Linked DNA regions of Sus scrofa: region 1 is linked to region 2. The links are chromatin contacts, called in public HiChIP or PLAC-seq maps. All regions are on one chromosome and are shown on one strand. Each heading gives the region's core, a stretch centred on a gene start, on an enhancer-like site or on the middle of the called end of the contact. The rest is flanking DNA. Distances are from core to core; before and after follow the strand shown.

The links. HiChIP or PLAC-seq counts read pairs in DNA pulled down with a chosen protein or histone mark.
Region 1: a contact with region 2 is called in an H3K27ac HiChIP or PLAC-seq map of alveolar macrophages, with 6 times the contacts expected there. The contact joins the promoter of C1QC here to the promoter of CDC42 in region 2. A contact is called at or near these places in 1 of 5 promoter capture datasets (fetal skeletal muscle) and 1 of 2 datasets of contacts at active chromatin or transcription factors (alveolar macrophages).

Annotation. Positions count from the first base shown.
Region 1 is chr6:80,590,563-80,594,843 of Sscrofa11.1, reverse strand. It overlaps C1QC (complement C1q C chain), which reads right to left and starts at 2,113. Exons shown (of 3, transcript NM_001244286.1): 1 at 1,991-2,113; 2 at 1,555-1,747. The coding sequence starts at 1,735.
Region 2 is chr6:80,067,229-80,071,035 of Sscrofa11.1, reverse strand. CDC42 (cell division cycle 42) reads right to left here and starts at 2,045. Exons shown (of 5, transcript NM_001078680.1): 1 at 1,941-2,045. The coding sequence starts at 2,045.

The DNA of each region.
Region 1 (4,281 bases), core at 864-3,363, 520 kb before region 2:
GGGTAGGAGGATGCATGAGCCATAAGCTCCTAGGCAGCTCCCAGCACTGTCAGGTCCTGGTGATGGCTGTCAGGATGCTGACCAGGCTGCACATCTCATCCTTAGGGTCTGTCTTCCAGCAGTTGACTGGGAGGGGCAGGCATGGCAGTGGGGAGGGGGCTTGGGAGTTGGACAGGATTCCCATGTGTGACTTCCTTCTGGCAGGTTGCTCGATCTCTCTGAACTTCAGCTTTGACATTTGTAAAATGGGTGTAAATTGCTTTTTTGAAGGATTTTGACCTCTGGTTCTTATTTGTAAAGTAGAGTGAATTTTATCTACCCCACAGGATGGATATAGGTACAGCTTTTGGAACGGTGCCCGGCACACAGTAGGACTCAAAAAGTGGTGGCCATTAGCCATCCTGGGCAGCGAGATGGCAAGAGGCAGCTGTGAAGTACAGGGTCCTAGAAAAATGGCAGGCCCGGGAGCTTCACTCAGCTCACCAGGACCTGGAGCCCTTCCTTCCGGAATGTTGGTGCAATTCCACTCTATGGCCAGGAGGGACAATGACAGTGGAAAATCCCCAAGGACATTCCTCTCCACTGGCCTCCCTCACCCACTGCCTCTGCCACCCAGCCCTGTCACCCCTGCCCAGCGCCACCCCAACCTCCCCTGCCCCTGCTCAGGACACACTCCATCCCCTTGAAGTGCACCTGCTCACAGACAAGTCACCCCCAGACTCCCGCTCTGGCCCAACACCAGTGCCCATTTCTGTCCTCGGCCCACTTTGCTCATGCTAGGGCTTGCCGGGAAACTCCGACAGAAGATTCTGTGGCTGTGATCCTGACTGCTTACCCCCACCCCTCCAACTACCCAGAATCCTAGGGAGGGAGGTGAGCACAGATCTCTGATGAGAATGATGATGACAACAGCTGTGACAACCACAGCCCTCGCTCACTGAGACTTGCCACATGCAGGGATTATTTGATATTTGATCTTATTAATCTTCATGGCACCCCCCCCACCCCCCATGCGGTAGGAGCTGCCACCTCTCCATTTTACAGATGAGGAAACCGAGGCACTATAATGTTAAGTACCTTGAGCAAATTCACATGGGGGAAGTAGTGGGAGTGGGACTTGAACCCTGGCCATCTGGGCATTGTATACAGTCTCTGCCTGAGCCCCACATTCCCCTCCACGGTCCATGTTGCTGGGCAGGTAGTTGGCGGGGCCGGGGGGTGGGGGTAGAGTTGCAATAGCGTTTTGGAATTTGCCAAAGGTGCTCACCTGGATCATCCCCTGTGATCCTCCCCGCTCCCTCCCAGGGCCTGTGCTCCCCTTCTCTCCCTATGATCAGATGGGGAAGTTGAGGAGCAAAGAGGTGAACCATGGGGGGCCTGAGGATTGGGATCTGAGGGGAGAGGGCTAGACCTGCCACCAGGGTTAAGACTCTGCCCTGGAAGCCGGTGTGGCCAGAAGGACCACCGTCCTTGCCATCAAGCTGCTGTCCCCCCTCCCCCGGAGTTGGCCCCGGATGGACACTCCGATGCCTGCCCCCAGGCCGGCAGACTCACCTGGCTCACCCTTGGGCCCTGGCAGTCCATCATGCCCATCCTTCCCGGGGGCCCCAGGCAGGCCCGGTATCCCAGGGATCCCATGGCATCTTAAGTTGTCCTGGCCTTCAAGTGGCAGTGCCAGTAGAAGCAGCAGTAGGTTTAGTACCAGAAGGGGCCAGGAGCTGGACCCCATGTCCATCTGGGGAAGGAGCTGGGTGGGGAGAGAGCTGAGTCGGCCCCCAGCCCCTCGCCCACCCTCCTCACCCTCTCCCCCCAGGGGCCGTCCTCCTCAGCCGTCAGGAGCCTCCCTCCCTTCCCCAGGCCCTCGCCCCTTGGGAGCACACCGCAGATTGGGATGGAGACCCTCCCTCTTCTCACAGGTCAGGCTGTCCCTGGGGCCATGTTTCAGGAGGGTGGCGGGGGTGGGGGTGGGGGAATTGCCATTCGCCCTCACCTGGACAGGTGGGAGGTTTCTGGTCTGGTCACAGGATGTCCTCAGGTCTGCTTTTCTTCTCCAAGGCAGGAGGACACCGAGTCGGAGTGGATGCAGCAAGGAGGGCCCGGAACAGACTGGGCGGCCCCCTCCCCGCCCCTCCCCCTCCCCTCAACACCACATCCCCTTTCCCATAATTTTTCCTGACTCAATACTTTCTTTTGGGTGCTGAGCCAGACTGACCACAGGGACGCCCCTGTGTCCCTCCACCTTCAGGTCATGAGTGTCCGAAATGAGGAAATTGTTCACTGCCCCGGATCTGGTAAATTGCGTGTGTATGGGTGTGCATGTGAACTTCCGCCTCCTGGGCAGACTTCCCCCAGAATCAAGTTCAGCCCATCTAATGCCCACCCTGCCCCTGTTGCCATTTACTGTGCCCGAGCGAGACTCAGTTGTTTCACAAGATCCCCAGGAGGAAGTTATAACCCCCCCCCTCCCACTTTACAGATGAGGGCACTGAGGCCCAAGGAGGTGAAAAATCCTTGCCCAAAGTTGCATACTGAGTGCTTTCTTGGGGTCCAAGCCTTGCTCACACCCCTCTGCGTAGCTGCCTCCAGAAACAAGCCTCATATGCATTTGTCAAGTGGCAGGTCTTATTCTAGAAACTTCCATATGCCTCCTCCTATTTGCCCTAGTTGGGGGTGGACACTCAGGGCAAGCTTTGCTGGCAGGCAGCCTGCTGTGGAGTCAGCAGCCTTGGGGTATCCTTCCAACCCTGCCCTGAGGCCTTCAGCAAACCATCGGTTCTCAGGCCTCAGTCTTCCCATCTGTATACAGGGTGGTGGGAGAGGCCCAGGTTTTGCATGTCAGTGCCTCTACCTTTGCTGGGGCTCCGATGATCCCACTCTCCCTGCCAGCACCGCCTCCCTCACCTCCATCTCCAGCCCCCTGCCTCTGGTCTTGGAGCCCAGTATGGCTGGTGAGGGGTGGCCAGTTGGGGTCAGGCTGGCAGGGCTGAGAGATGCCCCCTCCTCTCCTCTTCTCCTCACATGAGATTCTGGGGGGGTGGGGCAGTGGAGGGTTCCAGACTGACTCCACTCCTGCCACCCATGTGAGTGGGTGGTTGGATCTCCCTGAGCGTTGATACCTCCTCTGTACCTGGGGGTTTCCAGTAGCTTCCGTGCAGGGCAATGCTAAGGCACACAAGTGCTTAGCCCTGGGCTGGTCACGGGTGGGAGTTTGGAGCCCTGCCCCTGCCTGGCTGAGTGACTCCCAGGGCCTCAGGCTCCCCGGCTGTCCCTCTATCCTGTGACACACGGCTACAGAACGCCACAGGGACAAGAGAAAGGATGTGAATGTTCTTGGCCCCGGAATTTCCAAGTGGGCAGGGGGCTGGGAAGAGCATAAATGAGGGACACAGAAGTATGGGGGGTGGGGGACCTAGCCCGATAACACCCAGGGCTCCCATTTTCCACCCTCACCTCCTTTGTGCCATGGTCTGTCTTGTCCGGCAGGTGGCAGCCTCAGCCCGCGCTCAGCCCTCCCCTGCCCCTCCCACCTGGCCAGCCTGGCTGGGTCCTCTGCTTCCAGAGGGGCTAGAGATTTGCTTTGGCGAAGAGGGGTGGGTATGGGTGGAATTTATGGTAAGACGCTGCGGGGCTCCCTGCACCCATTTCTATCTAGACTGGAATCTCCAGCTACTTCTGGGGCCTCCACTCCTGACATTGTCTTTGAGCCGCATTGCAATGAAAGATGCCCTCCACTTTGGGGTCAGGCGGACCTGGTTCAAATCCAGGCCCTGCCACCTTCTGGCAGTGTGACCTTGGCAGATGTCTCCTTTCGTTGAGCCTCAGTGTCCTCACCGATTTTGCTGGGATTAAATCCTGGGTGGCTATGAAATGTCCAGCCCACAGCAGGTGCTCACAGCTCTGTCTCTTCCTGGTCTATGGGTGTGTGTGTGCTGAGCAGGCAAGGGGAGAGCTGGGGCAGAGTAGAGGCCCAAAGGGGGCTGAGGGGTCCAGCACTGCCCCGGCGCTGCACAGCCTTGCTCTCTTCTTCCTGTCTCCCAAAGGATGTGGATGGGGCTGGTCAGCCCCAGGAGAGGGTCTTGAGTGGGTGTGGGAGGTGGGGGTTGGGGTTGTGGGGATGTGAGCACCCCAAGGGGAAAGTGTGAGAGGATTGGGGTATTTCTAAGGCAGATGCTTGGCGGTGGGACAGGAGAGCGTGTGCCCCTGTGTATGCATGTTAGGGGTGTGTCCGGGACGGGTGTGTGTGAGCACACTACTGATGGTTGATGGGGGCACCTGGGTTCG
Region 2 (3,807 bases), core at 796-3,295:
AAGGAAATGTAAAGAAAGTGGTTAAGCTCTCAAAACATTCAAGTTACTTTCTTAAATCATACCTAATCTTCTTCCAGAGGTCCACATATACACACATGTAAAAAACATCCACAGGAGTTCCCCTTGTGCCTTACAATTAGCTGATTAAGAATCTGACTAGTATCCATGAGGATGCAGGTTCGACCCCTGGCCTCACTCAGTGGGTAAAGGATCCGGTGTTGCCATGAGCCATGGTATAGGTCGCAGATGCAGCTGGGATCTGGTGTTGCTGTGGCTGTGGCATAGCCTCCACCCCTAGCCTGGAAACTTCCATATGCCGTGCATGAGGCCCTAAAAAGACAGGAAAAAAAAAAAAAAAAAAAATCCACAAGCCCACCTTAAATAGAACACCTAAAGACAAAAGTCATGAAAGAGACTCAGAAAGCAGTTTAATGGAGACTGAAATACAAACATTCTGATAGTTGACCTCACTCAAGATCCATAAGATCAGTGTATCTCTAAAAGTCCCCCAAAGTCCCTTTCAATATTTTCTTTCACTTACAAATGTCCCTAAGTGGGCCAACTCAAAAATGTGATTTCTTTCTTTTTTTTTTTTTTTTAATTTTAGGGCTGCACCCGTGGCATATTGGGGTTCCCAAGCTAGGGGTCCAATCAGAGCTGAAGCTGCCAGCCTACACCACAGCCACAGCCAGTCAGAGCAACCCAGATCTGAGCCAAATCTGCAATCTACACCATAGCTCACGGCAACACCAGATCCTCAACCCTCTGAGCAAGGCCAGGGATCAAACCTGCGTTCTCATATATGCTAGTCAGATTCGTTTCTGCTTAGCCACGACAAGAACTCCCAAAAATGTGATTTCATATTTAATTTTACCTTCAAATTTTCCCCCTTCAATAAACCTGATTTTTCTTCCAATAATCTGGGCCTACCTCAATCACTTTATCAGCCCTGGAAGATTATAGACTGTCAATTACAATTAAACATAATTACCAAGTCTTTAACCTGTCACCTTCTTCAAAATGCTCTCATCTCTGAACACTGACCTAAAGTACTCATACATTTTCTTTCTTTTTACTTCCAAACAATACTAGTCCCATATTAATCATACATAGGTGCTTCAAAACCCCTAAAATAGATCACTTAACAGAGGTAGCTGTTACCACACCAGGCCAACTCATAGCTCCCCTCTCATTACAGAATGGACATCTATGTTTAACATAATTATACCACTGGATTGGTCAACCAACCTGGGACAAACAATGGATCCCTAAACACATTCTTTCACAAATGAATGTTACTCTAAATAACTCTGTCTCTCTCTCACTTCAATATCTTTGTTATTCCATTTTCCCTCTACTCTTCCAAGGAGCAGGTAAGATTAAAGAGCATTCGTAGGAGAGAACCCCCAAAGGCTTCTGTTGATGGTCTCATAAAAACAGAATGTATTCTCTGCCTCTGAAAACCAGTCTGGAGCTCCATTACTGCGAGGAAAACAGCTCCATCAGCTTTTCTTCTATTCCCCCGGGAGAATAAGTAGAGACACACTACTTTTCCTGAAGTTACAAGACCCCCGAAATCATCCCAGAAAACCTCTAAGCACTGATAAATCATTGGCCAAGATATCAAAAAAAAAGTCACCTCATTCCAAGATGTTGGGCATACTTCTCCAAACTGAGACCACCACTCTTTAGAATCTTGTCTACTGGAGTTTTGCCTCCCAGCACTTCTTGCAAACCCTTGTGTCACCCCTTCTGACTTTCCACTGATTTTTCAGCTGTTTAATTTTAAAGTGTATATAATTTACCCATGAGAAGTCAAGATCTTTAAAAACAGGAAACAAAGGCAGACAACAGAAAAATTTCAGTACACAAAGAGAAAGTTCTCAAAAGGATATCAAATTATAATACATTTCACTAACAGAAGGAAGCTTTATACTTACAGTCGGTACATACTCAGATGGAAATTTGTTTGTCGTGTAGGATATCAGGAGACATGTTTTACCAACGGCACCATCGCCCACAACAACACACTTAATCGTCTGCATTGCTGAAACAGTTTTGTATCCACTTTAAATATTTCAAATTTGATGATGACCTACAAAAAGATTCAAGATATTCATCTTAATTATTTGTACTTACAAATATTTTACTTTCTTCAACTAGCAACAGGTTCACTTAGAGCAAGAACAGAACTAGCACAATGGAGCTCTCGTCATGGTGCAGCAGAAACGAATCGGAACCAGGAACCATTACATTGCAGGTTCAATCCCTGGCCTCGCTCAGTGGGTCAAGGATCCGGCGTTGCCGTGAGCTATGGTGTAGGTTGCAGACGCGCAGCTCACATCTGACATTGCTGTGGCTCTGGTGTAGGCCAGAGGCAACAGCTCCGATTAGAGCCCTAGCCTGGGAACCTCCATGTGCCGCGGGTGCAGACCTAAAAAGTCAAAAGACAACAACGAAAAAAACAAAAACCTAACACACCAACTACTTTGAAGCTAAAAGAACCTAAGAGAAATTAGTGACTTGCAAATAAGAGTCAATTTTCTACGTTTCTGATCCTTGAGAAGTGTTTTTTTGTTTGTTTGAAGTCAAACGTATTGTAAAAAAGAGTTTCCACTGTGGCTCAGCATTAATGAACCTGACTAGTATCCATAAGAACTATCCCTGGCCTCCCTCAGTGGGTTAAAGTTCCAGCATTGTCATGAGCTGTGATGCATGTCAAAGGCAAGGTTCGGATCCTGTGTTGCTGTGGTGTAGGCTGGCAGCTGCAGCTCCAATTCGACTCCTATCCAGGGAACTTCCATATGCTGTCAGTGCGGCCCTAAAAAGGCCAAAAAAAGGGTAGTGTCAAGAGAAGCATATTTCTTTTTAGGGCCATATCCACAGCATATGTAAGTTCCCAGGCTAGGGGTCAAATCAGAGCTACAGCTGCCAGCCTCTACCACAGCCACACCAATGCTAGATTCAAGCCATGTGTGCAACTTACATCACAGCTCACACCAACACCAGGTCCTTGACCCACTGAGTGAGGCCAGGGTTCGAACCTGCGTCCTCATGGATATTAGTTAGGTTTGTTTTCTCTGCATCACAATGGGAACTCTAAGCATATTTCCTTTTATAACGGAAGAGAAGAGGCTGTTTTAGAATGAATCTCGCGCAGAGTATCAAGTGTTATTTTGTGCAACTTTTCCTTCAACATGCCCACACACCTGTATATATGCATACCAAAATGCAATATAAAAGCCACTACTTCAAAGAATGGTCCTTTTAGCCAATCTTAGAGCTATGGTTACTCAGGGTATATAACCAACAAGCAGCAGAACACTACACCCGCCCCCCCACACACACACCCCATAATAGATGAGCACCACAAGGAACTGGACAAAGATTAGTGTGATCCCTGGTCTCAGCAGATGTTTCAGTACCAAACTGCCTAGTTACTAGTTCAATATACATGGCACGAAGAGGCCAAAACCTACATTTTTATAATGAAAAAGTGAGATCACTCTAAAGCACTCTTACAAATAGGTAACAATTACTTTAATTCCTTTTACTACAGTCCTCCATTCTAAGAAGCTATCAATTAAAAATGCACCAATATTTATTACATTTCATCAATTCTGAGATGCTGTTTTTACATTTAAACATTTCTAAAATCGAAACTTATCGTGGAGTTCCCTGGCAGCCTAGCATTTAAGGATCTAGTGTTGCCACTGCTATAGTATAAGTTCAATACCTGGCCCAAGAACTTCTGCATGCCAAAAAAAAAAAAAAAGTATCTCTACTGGAAGGGCCTTATATTTGCTA